3 separate regions of the Hordeum vulgare genome follow, and all the other regions are linked to region 2. The links are chromatin contacts, called in public Hi-C maps. All regions are on one chromosome and are shown on one strand. The core of a region is the stretch at or near the end of the contact, and the rest is flanking DNA. Distances in the headings are between cores, read along the strand shown.

Region 1 (3,199 bases), core at 4-2,503, 230 kb after region 2:
TGTGAAGTCTGCATGGTGCTGGATATTTGACGCGATGGCGGAAGAATCAATGGAAGTTAGCACGGCTGAAAGCTCTGAGTTGCAAGAACAGCAATATTAGGATCCGAAACCTTATAAAGAGTAGGTATTAAACAGTCAAGAGTCGAAACAAAAAACTGCATGGGATATTGTTTTCGTGTGAAAAATCTTGTACAAAATAGTAGATAATATACTGTATCACCATTTGCATTCTACTAGAACCCTCCACCTCTCTTTTTATCCATTAATTAATAAATGAAAGGGAGCTCCCATAGCCTTTTCATCAAAAAAGGTAGTCAGGTACTCAGGTTGAATTGTGCCATGTTTCATCGTTTCTGGTGAAAATAGTTTTTGCTACCAAATCTTACGCCTTAATTTAATAATTATAAAAACGATACCGGTATTCCAACCACCTTCAGAAAAAAAAGATGAGTCGGTATACTGATCCTGCTGGTTGCTGGTTTGAAGTGCTATACTGTCCCAACCACCTTCAGAAATATTGACACTGTATAATCTTCAGCAAAAATCTCATATTTATTTCGCTAGTTCAGATTTGAAGGATTTTGTTACAGCTACAGATACTAGCAAACAGTATATTAGCGCTTGCTGCAGCATCCACAGGGGGGTGGCTCTCCACGCATAGAAGAATTTCTCAGAATTTGCTACCATAAATACACATTCTAACTTGACGCGCCAAACTAAGCCAGCTTCAGAAACTCAGAATACATTCGTTGAAGTTTATTCGCGAATTTAAGTTTCCTCTGAACCCTAACAAATCCTAGAGCAGTACATTAGCAATGCGCGCGCCCACCCAAAGCTCCCGCGCCACCGAAACCCGGGAGCACAATCAGTCAGAGGATCACGAATTCACGGGCCGCACCAGCGGGAACCCAAACCACATTACAGCCGACCGGCATTCCGTGTCGTCGCTGCCAACGGGAGCGCGCGGCCGCTTACCTTCCTCGGTGGAGGCGGGGCCCCGCACCTCCCGATCGCTCGCCACGCTCCGCACCACGAGCCCCCGCCGCCCCCGCCTCGGCGCCGCCCCGGCCCCGGCGCCCACGACGAGCCCCCCGCTGCCTCCGGCGGCGGCGAGCGGGCGGAAGGCGGTGGCGAGCGGCGGCGAGGCGGTCGCCATTGGGTGGGGCGCCGGTGGTCCGCGCTGACGACGGTGGGTGTGCAGCGCGCGCGATGCGACGACGCGAGACTCACGCGGCCCGCCCTGTACCCGAGTGAGTGATGGGGGGCGCTTCCGAACTGGAAGGCGTTAAAAATATCTCTCCGTCGCCGTGCCGCGCAATGCTGGCCGCCGGTACGCGTGTGGGGACGCTGGCCGGTGGGCCCCGCGCCGGTGCACGGTGCGGTGGTGCGAGGCGTGGCTCATGTGCCGCTGTGTCAGGGAGCGCTACTTCCGTTGCAGCGCATTTCGACGGCTGGGAATTGCTCCCGTGCTGTACAGCTTTTTGTCGTGTTTATTGGACGGCTGGGAATGGCTCTTCCCCTCGTGTGATGGTTTAGGGGTTTTTTTTGTGAGAAAGGCAAAATGCATATATTTCCTCTGTTTTAAAATAGGTATCTTAAAGTTAGTATAACTTTGTATTAGAGATAATACAAAATTAAAACATTTATTTTGGAATTGAGGGAGTATTAAATAGCACAAATCCTCACAAAAACACTTAGAAATTAAAATTTACATCTTCATAGTTTTGAGAGGTGTCAAATGCCTTCTTTTTCCTACATCCACCGGTAGTGCCCCGTGAGCTAATTCGCTGCCGCCTCTGCACTTCCATCTCACGCCCTGTTTCTTTAAGAAGTCTTAGCACTTTTTTTTTAATACCAACTAAAAAGTCTCTAGTCCCTACCCGTTTCTTTCCAGGGACTAAATAGGGATTGGAAGTCATTAAATGACATGTAAAAAGACCATGTTACCCCTAGTAATGTACTAGAAGTTATTAAATGACATGATAAAAGTAGGGGCACTGTTGTAAAAAGTGTCAAAAAAGTCTCAAAAAGTCCCTCCCATAGGGACTTCTTCCTTTAGTTCCAAATACCCCCTTTTAGTCCCTAAAAGTCTCTCCTGTTTCTTTCACATGGGACTAAAAGGGACGTTTTTTAGTCCCTACAGCAAAAAGTCCCTGTAAAGAAACACCCCCTCAGTGGAATAAACTTGTTGAAACTAAGGAGCTTGCAGATGCAGTTGTCGAAAAGTCATCGATATAGACTAGAAGATATCGGCGACCACGTTTTGCATAACAGACCGCTGCCCAGAAGAATAAAACACGGAAGATGGCATATATTGTTGGAATTATGTCCTAGAGGCAATAATAATATAGTTATTATTATAATTCCTGTATCAAGATAATCGTTTATTATCCATGCTATAATTGTATTGAATGAAGACTTATATACATGTGTGGATACATAGACAAAACACTGTCCCTAGCAAGCCTCTAGTTGGCTAGCCAGTTGATCAAAGATAGTCAGTGTCTTCTGATTATAAACAAGGTGTTGTTGCTTGATAACTGGATCACGTCATTAGGAGAATCACGTGATGGACTAGACCCAAACTAATAGACGTAGCATGTTGATCGTGTCATTTTGTTGCTACAGTTTTCTGCGTGTCAAGTATTTGTTCCTATGACCATGAGATCATATAACTCACTGACACCGGAGGAATACTTTGTGTGTATCAAACGTCGCAACGTAACTGGGTGACTATAAAGATGCTCTACAGGTATCTCCGAAGGTGTTCATTGAGTTAGTATGGATCGAGACTGGGATTTGTCACTCCGTGTGACGGAGAGGTATCTCGGGGCCCACTCGGTAATACAACATCACACACAAGCCTTGCAAGCAATGTGACTTAGTGTAAGTTGCGGGATCTTGTATTACGGAACGAGTAAAGAGACTTGCCGGTAAACGAGATTGAAATACGTATACGGATACTGACGATCGAATCTCGGGCAAGTAACATACCGAAGGACAAAGGGAATGACATACGGGATTATATGAATCCTTGGCACTGAGGTTCAAACGATAAGATCTTCGTAGAATACGTAGGATCCAATATGGGCATCCAGGTCCCGCTATTGGATATTGACCGAGGAATCTCTCGGGTCATGTCTACATAGTTCTCGAACCCGCAGGGTCTTCACAGTTAAAGTTCGACGTTGTTTTATGC
Region 2 (3,204 bases), core at 429-2,928:
CTCGTCGCTGTCCTCTTTGCGTGCTCGGGACGCCTGGACACCACCGGATCGCTAATTTTTCCGGTGCACAAGTCTACCAGTCAGTACTAGACTAGAGGGGTTTATTGCGCTCGCTTGAGCCTCACTCAAAGCCGGATCACCACCAGCCTTTTCCTCCCGTTGGTTGCCTCTGTACGTTCGTTCCAACCGAATCGGGTGTGGGATGGTGGTGGCGGCCCGTGGCTCCGATGTCGGTGGATCTGCTGCTTACATTATTAGATTATGGTTAGGGGGCTGGCTTGAGATGCAGATCCGGTGTTTGTTAAAATGTCTCCGACTCTAGAGGGAGGCCCTCCTTATTTTGTTGTTGTGATTGCTGCTGATGTTGGTAGCCGAAGTGGAGGTTCTTTTAATCATGGTTTGTTTTGTTTGTTTTCTTATGACTTTCTTGACCTTGAAGGAACTCATACTCATAATGTTACGGTTTTCTTTCTTGTGATTTGTATTTTGATGATGGCTTGAATATATATGTTTCTTTCATGTGATGTGCATAAATAATGCATTGCAGTGCTTGAGAAATTTGACTTATAAGAAGAGGAAGTTCTGATTTTTGTTGACTTGCTAGCTAGAGCATGTGACAACCCTTGACCTTGGACCGTGTAAACAAGTGCCCTGACGTTCAGTGTCTTTCCTAAACGATGCCTTAAAGTCGGAAGAAAGATGGAGTCTTCCTTAGTCTATTATTAGTTATAGCAATCAGCTGACAGTGACTTGTTGTTGCAAAAGAAAATAAAATCAGATGACGGTGACTTAAGAGTAGGACCATGACAATTCTGTATTTTTCGTGGTTGCGCTCTTTCTTCTCTTGAAAATAGGTTATATTCAGAGTCTAATTCTGAGTACTGTCATGTATGCTGGAGCTTTCACGTGGAAGGTTCAGCCGCTGTGTTTTTAATCAGTAAAAATTGCAAGTGGTTTATTATACACATGTTTTGATTAGTAGAGTATCGTTGGGACAAGCAACGGCACCAACATCAGGTTCCTGATTTTGACCGTGTCTGGGCTTTGAAGGTTTCCATCGCATGCTCCCAGTGGTTGGACATAGCTTGGCACTTCTTACATCTCAACCAAACACTGTAACTTCTGCATCCTAGGTGATTTTGTCCTCAAAATTACTCTGCCGCTGCCATAGTTGACCATCGACTAAAATACTTAATGTCGCTTGCCCCCAATTATTCCTCCACACCATCCATGTCCTCGTTCATGTTCATGGGGTACGAGTACACAGCCACTCCGGCCGTATTTTTGTAGCATGTATACATACACTGAACAAGAGATAACATGAAGAAAAGGGTCCGAACCTTCAGATCTGATCACACGCTATTTATTTATTCTCTAACACCTCTGGTATTTTTCCTATATTTTTCTCTCTGATTGGTTTAGATTTTTCTCTCTGATTGGTTTAGAGTGAGGAGGTTGGTGGTGTGTCATGGACTCATCTGAAACCTTTTCCATCAACGCAAGTCTGGTGGGCTCATGGATGGCATGAGAGCGGCACTTTGCCTTGCAAGACCAACTCACACCTACTCAAATTTTATTCCGGTTTCTGACCGGCCTTCCTCACGCGGTTAATTTTCCAGAGCAGGGTAGATCCAACCTGGTGGCTTGGTTGAAAGGGGTATATAAGGAGTTGCAGCCCCCTCTCTGCATACAACTCGTGGGCAGCAGCTTCTTCTCTGCATACCAAGAAGTCGCCTCCGTTGCTTTCCTCCAGCAGTGCGCGCCCCTCCTCTCCTCTCGAGATCTTCTCCGAGTTGCTGAGATCTGGTGAGAGTTTCCCCTGATCTGGTTAGCGTCTCCTTCGGTTTTAGTCTGTAGCTTTGGTGCCTGATCTTTGCGAGGAGCATGGTTTTCATGCTGTGGCTGTTGTGCTTTTCTCGGTTTCTCTGAAGGTGCTTGCTGTCTTCAGATCTGGCCGAGTGTTCGATTCAGATTCATTGTCTTGATTTAGTTAGTGGTTTGGGTAGTAGTGCTCCGTGCTGTGAATTTTTCATTTGGCCTGCTGGCTGTTGCCGCTGCCGGTGGATCGGGTGATTGGTGTGATCTCCGTTCAGTCTGTCATGCTCCTTGTATGCAGTCTGCGGAAGTAGTAGGCACCGCGTTTTCACCTAAAGTTAGATCATGCTGTGATGTTCATGCTGTTACTCATAACTGTTCATGCTTATTTGCCGGATTAGTTGGATAGAAGATTTCTTAGAACATTTCTGTAGCTTCAACTATGAACATTTCTGTCACATACTTTCTCTTTAAGGATCTGAATCTTGATTGCTTCTGTTTACTCTGAGTCTGAGATGTGCAGTGAAATTAGTTAGATGCCCTGTTTTTCAATCCTCTGAAAACAATTCTTTGCTGTCATCACAGGTTGTAAGCAGCCAAGATGGTGAAGATCTGCTGCATCGGTGCTGGCTACGTCGGCGGCCCAACAATGGCTGTCATTGCCATCAAGTGCCCAGCAATTGAGGTGGTGGTCGTCGACATCTCCAAGCCCCGCATTGACGCCTGGAACAGCGACACCCTCCCGATCTACGAGCCTGGCCTCGATGATGTTGTCAAGGCCTGCAGGGGCAAGAACCTCTTCTTCAGCACTGATGTTGAGAAGCATGTCGCCGAGGCCGACATCATCTTCGTCTCCGTCAACACCCCCACCAAGACCCGTGGTCTGGGAGCCGGCAAGGCTGCCGACCTCACCTACTGGGAGAGCGCCGCCCGGATGATCGCCGATGTGTCCAAGTCGGATAAGATCGTCGTCGAGAAGTCCACCGTCCCCGTCAAGACCGCAGAGGCCATTGAGAAGATCCTGACCCACAACAGCAAGGGCATCAACTACCAGATCCTGTCCAACCCGGAGTTCCTCGCCGAGGGCACTGCGATCGACGACCTGTTCAAGCCCGACAGAGTGCTCATCGGTGGCCGGGAGACCCCCGAGGGCAGGAAGGCCGTCGAGGCTCTCAAGTCGGTGTACGCCCACTGGGTGCCCGAGGAGAACATCATCACCACCAACCTGTGGTCTGCCGAGCTCTCCAAGCTCGCCGCCAACGCCTTCCTGGCCCAGAGGATCTCGTCCGTGAACGCCATGTCGGCGCTGTGCGAGGCCACGGGCGCCAACGTGTCGGAGGTGTCGTACGCCATCGGCAAGGACTCGAGGATCGGTCCCAAGTTCCTGAA
Region 3 (2,768 bases), core at 119-2,618, 180 kb after region 2:
AACAAGCTTTACCCTTGGCCATGTGTGCAAATAATAATAATAGGAGTACAACATTAAGCAACACAAGTGAAGTGATGGACAATGGATGAGAGATACCTTGGGAAAGGGCTGTTCTTGACGGCTTTCTGCCCATACTTCCTCCATCTGTACCCATCCTCAAGGTGATCGACTTCGCTCTTGGTCACGAAGGCGAACCGCTGCTGCCGCGCCCGCTTCTGCCCCTTCTTCGTCGCCGTCGCCGCCGCCGGCTTCATGCTCCTGCGCGCATACACACATACACACTTAGTTAGCCATGTACTGAATTCTTGAGGATAGTTAGCTAAATAGGCCGGAATCGCTGGCTTGCTTGGTAGCATGCTCCTTAGCCCAAACATGTTTGGAAAATCAACATGCAGCATGAGCAAAACGTACGATCAGATCTAGTAGAAGCCATGATGCGCGCTCTCGCTGTTGAACAGTACAGCAGTAAGTACGTGGTGCAGTAATAAGTACTAGTAGTACATGTGTACGCGTATACGATTGGCGTAGCAAATACGTACGCGGGGAAAGGGGGCGATGAATAAACAAAGAACCCAAAGGCCGCCGGTGTAGTGAATGGAGGGAGAAGATTTTTTTTTTTTTTTGGAGGTTAGAGAGAGAAGAGGACTGAAAAGAGAAACCGCGTGAGAATGAGACCGGCCGGGAACGATCTACTCTACTACGTACGCACGCGAATCACGGCGGATCCGCGTCCGCGTGGACACGTCGCGGCCGGAATTGCCCCTCGCGGACGCGCGATCCGCGTAACCATGTCGCAAGCAACGCGAGGCAGAGATGAGAGAGAGAGAGAGGTGGACCGGCGCCGGCCGCTTGACTCACGCTGCGTCGGCGGCGGACTGCGGCCTGTCGGCGTTCTCCGTGGCGGCCGCGGGCGCGCCGTCGCCGCTCGAGCAGGAGGACGCGGCCGGCAGCATCTCGTCCGGCCGCGCCAGCGGGACCGAAGCGGACGCGCTGGCCTCCGGCAGATCCAGCGACTGCAGCTCCCCGGTGCCCGCGCCGAGGCCGTCCGGCCATCCGCCCAGCTCCGCGAACACCGAGGAGGAGTACTCCGCGAAGGCGTCGCCGGCGAACGGCGGCCAGTCCCCGCCTCCGCCCACCCCCTCCGGCCTCTCTCCCGCGGCGCCGGCCATGGCCCGCCGATCCGGCCGATCAAAGCTAGCTGCCGTCCGTGCTCTCGCTGCGAGAGAGAGAGAGAGTGGCTACACTGGTCGCGCACGCACTGCACCGGCGCTTGTTGGGGCTGGTTCTAGTTGTAGCGTGTGGCCTGGACGGTGCGGCTAGGCTAGGACGAGGAGTAACAACTGGGGTCGCGCATCGTTTTTGGTGCGGAGCGGGGCGGAGCAGACGCGTCGATAAAGAACGGGTTTTTGGAGCTTTGCTCGATCGCGGTCTCGGTCACGGCGGTCTCCGTCGGTAACGTCTTGGTGGGTGACACACGACTTGACACCGGTGACCGGTGCGAGACAGACACACAGATAGAGAGAGCGCAAGCGCAAGTATACGACTCCATGCGTACTCGACTATACTTACTACTACTTGCGTACTTAAAATTACTACTACATGGCATAGTAAAATCTCGTGTAGTAGTAACAAACCATGGGATTGCACCAATCATCGGTGGGATGGGAGTTAGCTAGACGGTGCGCCGTTTCGGCCGGTGTCACGTTAAACTGCTATATACATCGAGGGGGTCAGCACTCAGCATCCATCATCAAGCAGGAGTAATTAAATTCGAAAACAGCGTCTCCTCTGCGCGCGGTGGAACCGTGATGCTCGAATTATTATTTTCGAATTTGGGTTTTCTCTATTTTTGTAGTGGTGGTTAAATCGGGAATGCAGACCACGCGCATGTCCACGTTAGTCCAATTCTCTCACTTGTTGTTGTTGTTTGCTTTTCAGATAGCTAACCGCTTATTTCAAGCGGTAATTCTCTCACTAGTTTGAATGCGGTAAAATGGGCATATGCACTTTTTGTGTCATCCAACACCGTCTCACAAATGTCCATGGACACGTCTAGCTGTTTGAATTCCGCAAATCAGAAGAACCAAACCGGAGGAAGGTTTACAAACGTCTGGACCTCTGCCAAGTAGGACTTTGACACCATAGCCCTAACCACATCCGAGTAGGAGCCCACACATTTAGAAAGTTCGACCCTGCTTTCGCACCAAATCCCGCACGTTCCTTCCCTCACCCCTCTGATCGCTGCTACTCTCCACCCCCGTTCCCGCATTTTCATCGTCCACCACTGCATGGACCCGATCGAGATGTTCGAAGTGTCGCCGTAGCCACAGGCGGTAGCCACCCGCGAGATCAACTTGTTGATCTGCAATGTGCATAGCCCCAAACAGCGGAGCAGGGAAATAGTAGCTACATGACCGTCGAGGCGCCACCTCGTAATTAAGGTGAACAAGTTCGATAGGTGACCGCCGATGCACACACCACCCTAGTCAGAGCAGCTGCAGCTGTCGTACTACTACTAGACCACACCCCTCCCCCCAAGCCACCACCAGCAAGAGCCTTCGATGTTATTTTGGTTATCATGCATATATTTGCTACTCCCTCCGTCTCAAACTTACCTGTCTTAGATTTGTCTATATACGGATGCTTTTTTCATAGGCTGCTGAAATCCTTCTTTAAAAAAAAGAATGTATCTAGAAAAATTTAAAACAAGTAACCTGGGATGAAGGTTGTACCATTTTACATATGCAAAAATGCTATTGATTCAATAT

The links. Hi-C and Micro-C count contacts between places; a contact is called where the count stands out from the background.
Region 1: a contact with region 2 is called in a Hi-C map of seedling, with 4 times the contacts expected there. The contact joins the promoter of LOC123452312 here to the promoter of LOC123452310 in region 2. A contact is called at or near these places in 4 of 6 Hi-C or Micro-C datasets (leaf and seedling) and 1 of 1 datasets of contacts at active chromatin or transcription factors (embryo).
Region 3: a Hi-C map of leaf shows a contact between it and region 2, with 2.9 times the contacts expected there. The contact joins the promoter of LOC123452311 here to the promoter of LOC123452310 in region 2. A contact is called at or near these places in 4 of 6 Hi-C or Micro-C datasets (leaf and seedling) and 1 of 1 datasets of contacts at active chromatin or transcription factors (embryo).

The regions. Positions count from the first base shown.
Region 1 is chr5H:529,739,884-529,743,082 of MorexV3_pseudomolecules_assembly, forward strand. LOC123452312 (alpha-1,4 glucan phosphorylase L isozyme, chloroplastic/amyloplastic) reads right to left here and starts at 1,254. Exons shown (of 15, transcript XM_045128954.1): 1 at 976-1,254; 2 at 1-74. The coding sequence starts at 1,156.
Region 2 is chr5H:529,508,594-529,511,797 of MorexV3_pseudomolecules_assembly, forward strand. LOC123452310 (UDP-glucose 6-dehydrogenase 4) reads left to right here and starts at 1,679. Exons shown (of 2, transcript XM_045128952.1): 1 at 1,679-1,806; 2 at 2,401-3,204. The coding sequence starts at 2,417.
Region 3 is chr5H:529,690,805-529,693,572 of MorexV3_pseudomolecules_assembly, forward strand. It overlaps LOC123452311 (probable WRKY transcription factor 57), which reads right to left and starts at 1,369. Exons shown (of 4, transcript XM_045128953.1): 1 at 859-1,369; 2 at 97-258. The coding sequence starts at 1,169.